2 separate regions of the Arachis hypogaea genome follow, and region 1 is linked to region 2. Evidence: chromatin contacts called from public Hi-C data. All regions are on one chromosome and are shown on one strand. The core of a region is the stretch at or near the end of the contact, and the rest is flanking DNA. Distances in the headings are between cores, read along the strand shown.

Evidence for each region. Hi-C and Micro-C count contacts between places; a contact is called where the count stands out from the background.
Region 1: a Hi-C map of leaf shows a contact between it and region 2, with 2.6 times the contacts expected there. The contact joins the promoter of LOC112747858 here to the promoter of LOC112747835 in region 2. A contact is called at or near these places in 2 of 8 Hi-C or Micro-C datasets (both in leaf).

The regions. Positions count from the first base shown.
Region 1 is chr2:72,471,668-72,477,115 of arahy.Tifrunner.gnm2.J5K5, reverse strand. It overlaps LOC112747858 (mitochondrial import inner membrane translocase subunit TIM14-3), which reads left to right and starts at 2,732. Exons shown (of 5, transcript XM_025796067.2): 1 at 2,732-3,107; 2 at 3,182-3,260; 3 at 3,509-3,585; 4 at 4,104-4,276; 5 at 4,920-5,425. The coding sequence starts at 3,583. The coding sequence ends at 5,076.
Region 2 is chr2:72,142,739-72,147,588 of arahy.Tifrunner.gnm2.J5K5, reverse strand. It overlaps LOC112747835 (protein WHAT'S THIS FACTOR 1, chloroplastic), which reads left to right and starts at 1,709. Exons shown (of 3, transcript XM_072218825.1): 1 at 1,709-2,133; 2 at 4,315-4,421.

The DNA.
Region 1 (5,448 bases), core at 1,483-3,982, 330 kb before region 2:
AGAAGAAATTAGAAAATCATACTGAAAAACTAGCCCCAGTTCAGCACAAGAGGTTGGGAGAATTCATCAAGCCTAAAGCAAGTAAGTGGAGAGCTATTTGGGCAAGTGATAGTGATAGAGTCCTCTTTGAGGTTCATAGGTAAGGACACAAGGTTGGGGTTAACCTTGCACAAAGGACCTGCACCTGCAACGTTTGGCAGTTAATTGGTATGGTCATAGTTAGTGTTAAAATCTCTTTTTTTTCGGGGGTTTAGTTGGCTAAAAAAATGTATGGTAATGTTCATTTATTGTATATGATAGCAGGAAGGATGACATGGAAACTGCAATGAGGCCACTAACATGGCTGGAGTTAGTGTGAACCATAAGATTGTTTGGTTAGTTTTGTCCTAGATGAATAGCCTTTGTTATATGTATTTAACTCTTGTTGGTGTTGTTGTTATCATTGTTAGGAAAAAGCTAAGAAAAATAAGAAGAAACTACCAAGAGGAGAGAAAAAAACAAGTGGTGTAGGTCCAGAAGGTACACCTTAAGAGATTTTTTTGTCACAAAATGCCCCACAATCAGAGGAGGTAAAGTTTTTATATTAATACTTTAAAGCTAATTACCTTAGCTTTCATAAATTATCTAGGACTGTAACACAGATTCTTTGTAGGTCCAACATGCAACAAATCCAAGCAACATTCAACAAGGGTCATTTGATGTAGCCTTCACAACTCAATCCAATCCAATCCTAAGGTTAAATAACCCTATTATCAGGCCCCCATCTCCACCAACTCAGTTTGTGCAATTCAGTCAACCACCTACAATAGATCAATCTAACCCAACACCCAGCATGTCAAGTTTCATGCCCACACCCCACCAGCACCAAGGTCGACACTTTGGTTCAAATCTCAACTAGGACAAGGTCCAGCACTTACGTCCCATGCTTCGGCAAATCCTACTCATGGCCCAATAGCTCATCCGACAAATCCAACAAGTGGAGGTGGTGCAATATCAGCAGAAACAATGGCTGCTGCAAGCTTGGGAACTGCTTCAAGGATTTTCAAATTTGTGCCCACTCCCAAGCTCAAGCGTCCAGAACTTAGGCCACCTAAGAAGATGTGAACTTGGAGTACCTTTCATTGCTGTTTTGTATCTTGGCTACAAGCCTTTAGGACACATGTTTTGCTTCAAAAAAACTTCTATGTTTTGATACTTACTACTACTGGTTTTAGACATAGGGCTTTTGGTTGAGATCTCTATATTTTGGTTATCTGACCCAGGGCCATGTTGCTGCCCATATTTTGAATGGCATATTATGTGTTAAGTTGTTTCAACAACTGTAATGTTCTTTTATTATCAATATATTAACATGGATGTTTCTTTGACTGTAGATATTTAGTGCTACTTAGCTAGCATGTATATTTGTTAATTTTATGTCATGACATATATGCCATTATCTATCAATATAGGGATGAAATTTAACATATTCATCACAGGCCATGGTTCAAATTTTACAAATTCACCACAATAATTCATGCTTCATTTATCATAAAAAATGTTGTTCACAACTCAACTCAGTGAAATAACAAAATTCAGCTATCAAATTCTTACACACTTGTTCTAAACAAGCTTGCAATTACAACCCCACCCAGAAATGCTAACAAATTAAACACATACCTAATACATCTACTTTCACCCATTTTCAGTCTGCAGTAATCTAACTGATCCTCCAAACTAATTAATCTTTCCTCGAACTCATTAACTTTGTTATCCACCACATAACTATGACTTTCCAATTGATTCTGCTTCTACTTTGATTCCCCAAATGAGACAGCCTTGTTAGCATCCTCACCACATGAAGATACATAATCATCTAGCCATGCAAAGAAGTTGCAATGCCATTTTTCAGTCTACCAAAAAGTATAACATTTGTTATCATCTGTGGAATAGAAATTGAAAACAAAAAATTAGCTAAACCCTCAAAAACTACCTTAAATTTTAGGCAGTAAAAGAATAATCTATATGAATTCTTCACTGTCCCTGACATGAACAATATTGCATGAGAACCACAATAACAAATTGGGACAACCCATTGCTTCTTCCTCGGAGCTCCAACACTCCCACCAGAATTTAGGCTCCAGCTTGAATCGTCTCTGCTTCGTGGGTTTGATGATGAACAACGCTCTCCATTACCAATCATAGTCTCCTAGGGCTTGTATTTGGGTTGGGAGAAGAGTGAGAGATTAGTAGCGTCGAATCACTTTAAAACCATTGTGTTTCAGTGAAGACTAAAAACGAGGTCGTTTTTGGTTTCTACAGCGGGACAGAACGACCCCTTACCATTTCCTAATAGCACGTGGCGAGAACCACTAAAACGACGTAGTTTTAGGTCTCTAAAGAAGGACAAATCGACCCCTGTCCATTTTCTAATGGCCACGTAGAACTTAACAGACTGTTAACCTCCAACTCAGCAACGTTAACTGACACGTAGGCAACTTCCGTCTATTTTGGTCAGAGAAGATAATGGAAGAACCAAAAAGTCTCACAAAAGTATGGGATATGGACCGATATATCCCTTTTTTTTGGATAAGGGCTGTGATGTCCATCGAAAAAAAAAGACAAAAATTGGATTGAATGTTCAGATTGCTTAAGTGGCCAAGGTATAGAATACGCATCGGTTACAATTTGCTTAAATACTGGACAAACGAGTATAATTAGTTATTTATTGGACTAACTACATGCAATCTCCAATAAAAATCGTATTTATAAATAATGTTCTTATATTTTTTTTTTGAAAATAATAATTTTTTTAATTTATATAAAAAATCGAAAGAAAACATTCGTAATGAGAAGAAAGAACATTCTAGAAAAATCAAGTGTCTTACTATTTTCGTATTAAGCTGCGCAAGTACGCAACTAGAGAAACGAATGGATTTATAGAAAATTAGATATAAAAAAGAAGAGAGAGATCGTAAACCCATGAAAGAAAAATATTTACAATAAAAACCCTAACTCTGCCTTGTTCGATCACAATCTGCACAAAAAACCCCCCAGAAAATCACAGCCTCCAATCAGCCACCGTCGGCCACTCGATTTCAGCTCCACGCCGCCGCGTCTCCACCACAGTAATGCCTCTTACTATTTTGATTTTCTGAAAATTTCCCCTGCTATATGTTGAAATAGTTATTATCCTTGGAAGTTCATAGGTGGACCGCAAAGGGAATTCGGGGTATTGTAGAGAAGTTGATGCCGCTGAATCAAGTTGTTTCAAACCGAAGGTACGGTGTTGTGAAAATCTGCTTGCTGTGTTTTGAAATATATTTTTTTATTTATTTTTTATAGGGGGAAAAATTTAGGTTAGATGGAAGGAAATTATTGAATTGGGTGAGTAGATATAAGATATAACTGCTGTGTTGTTGTTCTTGTTGTTGTATTGTGAGTAATTAATCATGCTGAGAAGGCTATTAGAAATATATTAAAACTTAAAAGTTCCACAAAGATCTTATTTTCATTTTATTCTCCGCAGGCTTCCTGAAGACTTAATTTTGGCACGGAGTTCACGCTTTTTAGACATCTTGATTGAAGGGTACAACCACTATTATGGTATGCCCTCATTCGTTATTTGTCAAATTTATTATTTTTGTAACCTAATCTTCGAGCTTGTTCTAAATAAAACTAGGTTTCCATGAGGAAGCACTGTTTCTTATTTTTGGTGTTAGATAGTGATGAGATGACTTTGCAAGATTGCATTCTTGAAACTTTAGATATTTCAAGCTCCAATTCAGTTAACATGTGGGAGTATGGATGATATCGTGTTGTTGGTTTGGAAGCATAGGGTTTCAAATTCATGTTTTGAGAATCACAAGCTGAAATTTATTTGTAATTTGAAGTTTAGGGTTTTCTAGCATAGAAAGTTAGTTCCGGAGTGGAGATTGTGGGAATTTTTATTTTGTTTTTCCCCAAATTGTTTTTGGAAGGACAAAGTTGCTCTGAATGATTCATGCATCCAATCTAGTGGGGTTGGGAGTGGTAGTGGCGGCACCGGTGGTTGTTAATTGTTCTGTGGTTTATTTACAACATTTGTTTCTTTGCTCTGGAACTGAAACTTAAACTTGGAACAGGCCACACCTTTTTTTGCAGGGCTTGCTGTAGCTGCTGCTGCCTATGCTGGCAGATATAGTATTCAGGCTTGGCAAGCGTTCAAGGCGAGACCACCTAGGATGCGTAAATTTTATGAAGGTGGTTTCCACGCTGCCATGACTAGGAGGGAAGCAGCTCTCATACTTGGTGTTAGGTACTACCTTTTTTTTATATATATTTTTAAAGATTATGTTATGATGCTCATGGTCAGATGGTGTCTCGATTACTTAGAGGAGGAAAAACAAACTGTATGTGGCTATGTGCCTGAGGAGTTGTCCTTCTAGAGGTTGTTTTCAATAAATTTTGATGTTTCTTTATTGGATAAAAATTAAAATTTGAGGTTTCCCATCATATCTTTGGAATCCTGTAGTTATGCATGCCTAATGCATAATAAATCAAATGTGTTAAATCTTTCAGTGTTGAAATTTTGGTTCTTGATGCTGTGAAGGTTGGGATATAAAGAGTTACACTAATCAATCTATATTCTATTGATTTGTTTAGCCGTTAAATTTGTATGTGATTTGGGTTTTTGAACACATTCCTTCCTTTCCAAGGACGAGAAAAGTTGTTGTGGGTTAAATTCTGGAATATCCATATAGAAATTTATGAATACCTTGTATAGACATTTAATTATAAAATGTCAATAATTTCTTGAATGTGCATATGGCTAATTAATCAGAAAGCTCGGAAGGCTTTATCTCTACCTTGACGCTTTGTTTTTTGTTTTCCATATTTTTATATGGTTGCCTCCTCAAGCTATTCTTTCCATTGTTGATTTTCAATTATCACTATGGCAGAGAACACACTCCCACGGATAAGGTTAAAGAAGCACATAGGAGGGTGATGATTGCGAATCATCCAGATGCGGGTGGCAGCCATTACCTGGCATCCAAAATCAATGAAGCAAAGGATGTGTTGCTTGGAAAGACAAAGGGTGGTGGTTCAGCATTTTGATGATAATTAGTCTCATAATATAGTTTCAACGTGGTTCTTGCTGATCATTCAACTATGAACCCTTCAGTCTGCGGCCAATTCTTTTATAGACTATAGTGAGAAAGTTGTGTAGGACAGTGCTATGATGCACCAAAATTATTTAAAGGTATAGATCTTAGCATTAGTGTTCTTCATTATATCTCTTTTATTGCATCTACACCATGGGAATATCTTTGTCCATCATGTAACCTGGTACATGTTCATGTTCGAATTGTAATAATGTTGAATATTAGATTGGTTGGGGTCATTAATCTTTAAATGATTCGGATTTGTCATCTTCATAAACTTGGAGATCATTTATAGCTGTGAATTTTATGTTTGTTCCTATTCCTT
Region 2 (4,850 bases), core at 460-2,959:
TATCTTTCGAGGTCTATCTTTCTCAGATGATCTGGTGCCATGTCTATTACCTTTACTATTGCTAATGCCATTACCATTCCCATTCTGCTATTCAGGATGCTCTATATCCCGGTTTGTTGCAGCTACTGAGCCACGTATATTCATAGCCATAGCGTTCATGGTTTCTAACAGAGTAGCTGGATCTAATGTTGGCTTGGTATTTGGACTTATTCGCTGATGATCATGCCTGTTTGCAGCCATTAGGGTCCTATTAGCATCAAACAATCAAGTTTAGGTGTTAGTATTCCAAAAAATGAATGTTTCATAGATTATCATGTAAAAAATGAATGTTCACAGACTATCATTTGCATGGTTTACACCTTTGTCTGCGTCTATCGCCTCCGTCTGCGTCGCGTTGTCCCTGCCCTTTCAGTACGTCCACCAACTCCTGTGCCTTAACTGTGTCTCGTTTCTCATGTGTGTCTCTCGTTGTTGCGTCCTCATCCAGCGTTGTTGCCTCCCCCTCGTCAGTCTCTGTTTCACCATGCTTGGTCTCCTTCTTCTCTGCCCGCATTCTGCCTTCACATCATCAGGTAAGCTTTTTAATTTTTTTAAGTTATTCAATTAGTTAGCATTTGTTTTGAGGTATTGAGACGGAAATTAGGAGATTGGAACTCAGTATCATATTTGTTGGCCCAGAAACTACTAAAATTTCAATCTTCATCACTAAATTTTCAATATTTTAATACATCTAAAAAATAGAGACATAGGTAACAGAAATTTTTGAAGACGTTCTCAAATGCCTTCATTCAAAATTTTATATTCCAAATTTATCTTTCACCTCACCTCTCACTCCACCGCGCAACCCCACCCCACCTTTCACTCTACCACCATACCTCCACCACCAGCAATAATAATGCCGACAATAATAACAATAATCTCATCAATCATATTCAACAACAACAATAATTTATAAATCAGATTTAACAACAACAAAATAATATCATAAATCAGATTCAACAACAACGGAAGGACGTTAAAAAGAAACAGGAGAGAATGAAGGGGATTAATTAGGGCTTTATAAGTCCACCTAGTCATTGATGAACACTACAAGAAGGGATTGCTATTCCAGAGAGAAATTCGAAGCGTGAAAATGGCGACGACCATTTGGAAAACCAATTCAGCAAAAAACGCAGTTCGCTATTTCTCTCAGCTAAGCCGCCAGAGCCATCTCACTTATTGCACAGCTTTTTTCCCTTCTCTTCCCTCTCAATTCTACCTCGCAGACGGTGACGAAAGAGCTCGACAGTGACGGCAGAACAAGCAAGAGTGATAGTAGAATTTGGCGGTGACGGCAGACCGAACGAGAGTGACGACAGAGCGGGTGAGAAAAAGTGAGCAACCAAGAGAGAGAGAGAGAGTGCGTGCAGAGAAGGAAAGGCAGAGCGAGTAGAAAGAAAGGGGAAATGGGAATGAGTGTGTGGGTTTAGAGTTTTTTATTTTTTTAATTAATAAGAGCATTTTAGTAATTTCAAATATTTTGGTTTTTTCTTTCAATGTTTTGAAAATCGGATCCGAGCGGATCAATTCAACCACGAACCGGCAACATTACAGTCCGATCAAGCATATAAAACCGGTAATAAAAAATCGGTGAAAAACCATTGAACTAGATGAGAACCGGCCGGTCGGACCGAACCGAAACCCGGCCGGTTTACACAAAAAAGGGAAGCTCCTTCGTTTCTTTCTCCCTTTCTTTCTTTCTTTCAGAGAAATCACACAAACCCAACCACAAAACCCTAGCACTGTAAGCCTACACAACCGCCGCAAGGAGTGGCATACTGCCGCCCTCCGTCGCACTCAAATTTCGCCATCCGTTATCTAGCATCCCTCGTGCTCCAAGTCTTCAACCCCTGTTCGCTGTCACCGATCGCGGCTGCTTCCTCGAGCTCGGCGTCCGTCGTCTTTGTCTGCTCAGCCGCGCTTCCGTCGCCGTTTCTTTGCCGTTCACGTTCGCTCGGCGTTCACCGTTCGCGTTCACTCGCTGTTCACCGTTCGAGTTCGCGTTCGTCTGGAAGCCACGTTGCTCTGCTTCAAACTCTGCGACCAACCCGCGCGCTCCACCCAGCCGTCGAACTGCTCTCTTTTGTCACCGCCGTGAGTTCCCTAAACCCGCCACCAGACAATACACTCACACAACACCAATACTCTGCTTCAAACTCTGCAACTTCTGATTTCTATTACAATAAGTAATTATTTGATTTGGTAGTGGTTTGGATTTTTTCATAGACTGAATTAAAGTTACAAACTTACAATAGTTATGTTCTCTTCTCTATCACATTGAGATTAAGCTTTGAATTCTCTTATTTCGTTTTAATTTTACCGCACTCACCATGTTTGATGAAATGCTTTAACCATATTTCTGGTTGGTTTTATAATTTCTAGCTTTTAGAAACTTAGTAAGTTGATTGCATGTGAAATTAGAATAATTGGATCATAGTAATTAGGAAATTTTAGCTGCACAAATAGCATCTTTGCAGAAAACATATTAGCATGATTATTCCACTTGCATTAGTGTTCTTATGGTAAATTTTAACTGTTGTTGTGAACTTGTTAATTTGCTAATTGTTCTTGTGTTGTTGTTCTGTTGTTCTTCTGTTACTTTTAATGTTTTTTGTTTTTGTTGTGATTTTCTGTTCTTGAACTTGTTAAGTTCATAATTTGCTAAATTGTTGCGCTGTTGTTGTTTTAATTTGCCAAATTGTTAGGTTGCTGCGACTTAATTTGTTGGATTTTCTATTTAGGTCTTATTCTTGTTTATTTGCTAAATTGTTGTTGTGTATTTATTGTTTATTTGCTGGATATTGGTGATCATTGTCTTTGAGATTATTTACTATGCAGGTTTAGTGTCGTCACTGTTTTGGAATGTTTTATAATGTACTAATGTTTGTTGCTGTTTTGTAATTGCTAGTTGCAGGTTTAGTATTATTATTGGTTAATGTTTTGTAATGTTTGATGCTGAATGCTGATTGTTGAGTTCAGATATGGTTGTTTATTTTGACTTGGGTAAAGAGACTTATGGTCATTTTTTCCTACCTTGTACCGATTCAGATGATTATTTTCAGAGGATGAGCACTTATTTATGTATCTTGAGAAACTGTCTTTGTGTGTGTTATGAGCATTTGGTGAAGCCTGTGTTGTACCTATTCAAAGCTTAGTTTTACCAAATGGTCTTTAAAGCAACTCATCCAAAATGCTACTGTACAAACCCAAGTCTGTTGTCTCTTAAAGCCTGTATGCACCTTCATTTGGTGAAGCCTTTCTAGCACTAGTCCACTACCAACTTTGTTATTAATAATGTTATCAAATTTATTTATCCGAGTACTATGTTTATTTTTCAGTTGGATTTATGATAATTCATTTGATATTCTTCCTATTCTTGTCAGATATTTCTTTTAACATTTTGTGTACTGATGAGGAATTGTACTTGCTTGGTATCATACTTTCAAATGGCAATTTTGCATTTAATATAAAAAAAGGAAAATCCTAAAAGAGTAATTCACCACTCCATTGGAAAAACTTCATACTACCCTATACCCTCAACTTAATACTTGCATATTTATAATTTATTTATTATTCTATTTTTAAACGGTTTTTCCGGTTAAACCATCGGTTGAACCGGTTGGACCAATGAACCATTAAACCAGTGACTAAAATAGTTTGATGACGGTCCGGTTCTCAAAACCTTGCTACTTTTATCTCAAACCAAATAGGATACTGAGATATAAGGCAGTTTTGTACATTTTATACCAAACACAATATTAAAACTTATTTTAGTCTCATTCTCCTAGTCTGTCTCTCAGTCTCAGTTTCTCTTCTAAACGTTACTAAGTTATTGGATTATAATCTGTTTAATGATTAATTGATTAACTGATTGAGTTGAATCGTGATTGTTGTTAATTATATTTTGTTGATTCTTGGCAGATTATTCAAATTTTGTTTTTACAGTGTAATATATGTTGTGTAATATGTAGGTTTAGTAGATGATTGGTGCTTTTTTTTTTCTTTCTGATTATTGGTGTTTAGGGTTGATTTGTTGCTTTTAATATGAATATGGTGAATTGAGCTGCTGTTTTTATATTGTTGGTGCTGTTTTTATATAGTGTGAATTTATATTTTGGATAGTAAATAGGTTCTATGAATTGAACTGTAGTGAAAATGTTCTGAAAATTTATGTTATTCTGCTCATGTTTATTCTATTTTAAGAGTCTTAACTAATGTTATCCTTAAGCTTTAGCTAACTTAATTTTTATTTTATTTGGTTTTACTCGGAGATAGTCATTAGTACCAGACAAAAAGAAACACACGAAGAAAGGAAGACAAGCATGGCTAGGGAGATGAGAAAGCAAATGTCGCGGTGGTGATACCCAAAGGAACTTTGCAAGGTTCTTTCTTTTTCACTTCCATTATTATCTTTTGCATATGATGCTTTGGTCTTCTGAAGTCTCTGTCTTTGTCATTAACTTGTCTGTTTCTAATTCTCCATAATAGCCACCATATAGTTATGAAGTAGCTTATGATTGTCCACTCTTGTTTGTCGATGGTTCCTCAATTATGAATTTGATTGCTTTGAAATCATTCCTGGTAGTTCATTCGTTAGTGAATTTATTCCAAACCATAATTTAGGCCACTCTGAGAATCATTTTCCACTATCATTTGCTTCACTCCTTCCCTAGTTCCGCATTGACTGGGACATTGGGGGATCCTCTTCCCAATCCTGTGGGGAAAAGAATATTTGGCTGAGTTTCTTTTTGCTGTTCTCTTTGATTCTCTTTTTCCTAAACACTTTTCATGTTTTATTCTTTTAAACTCTT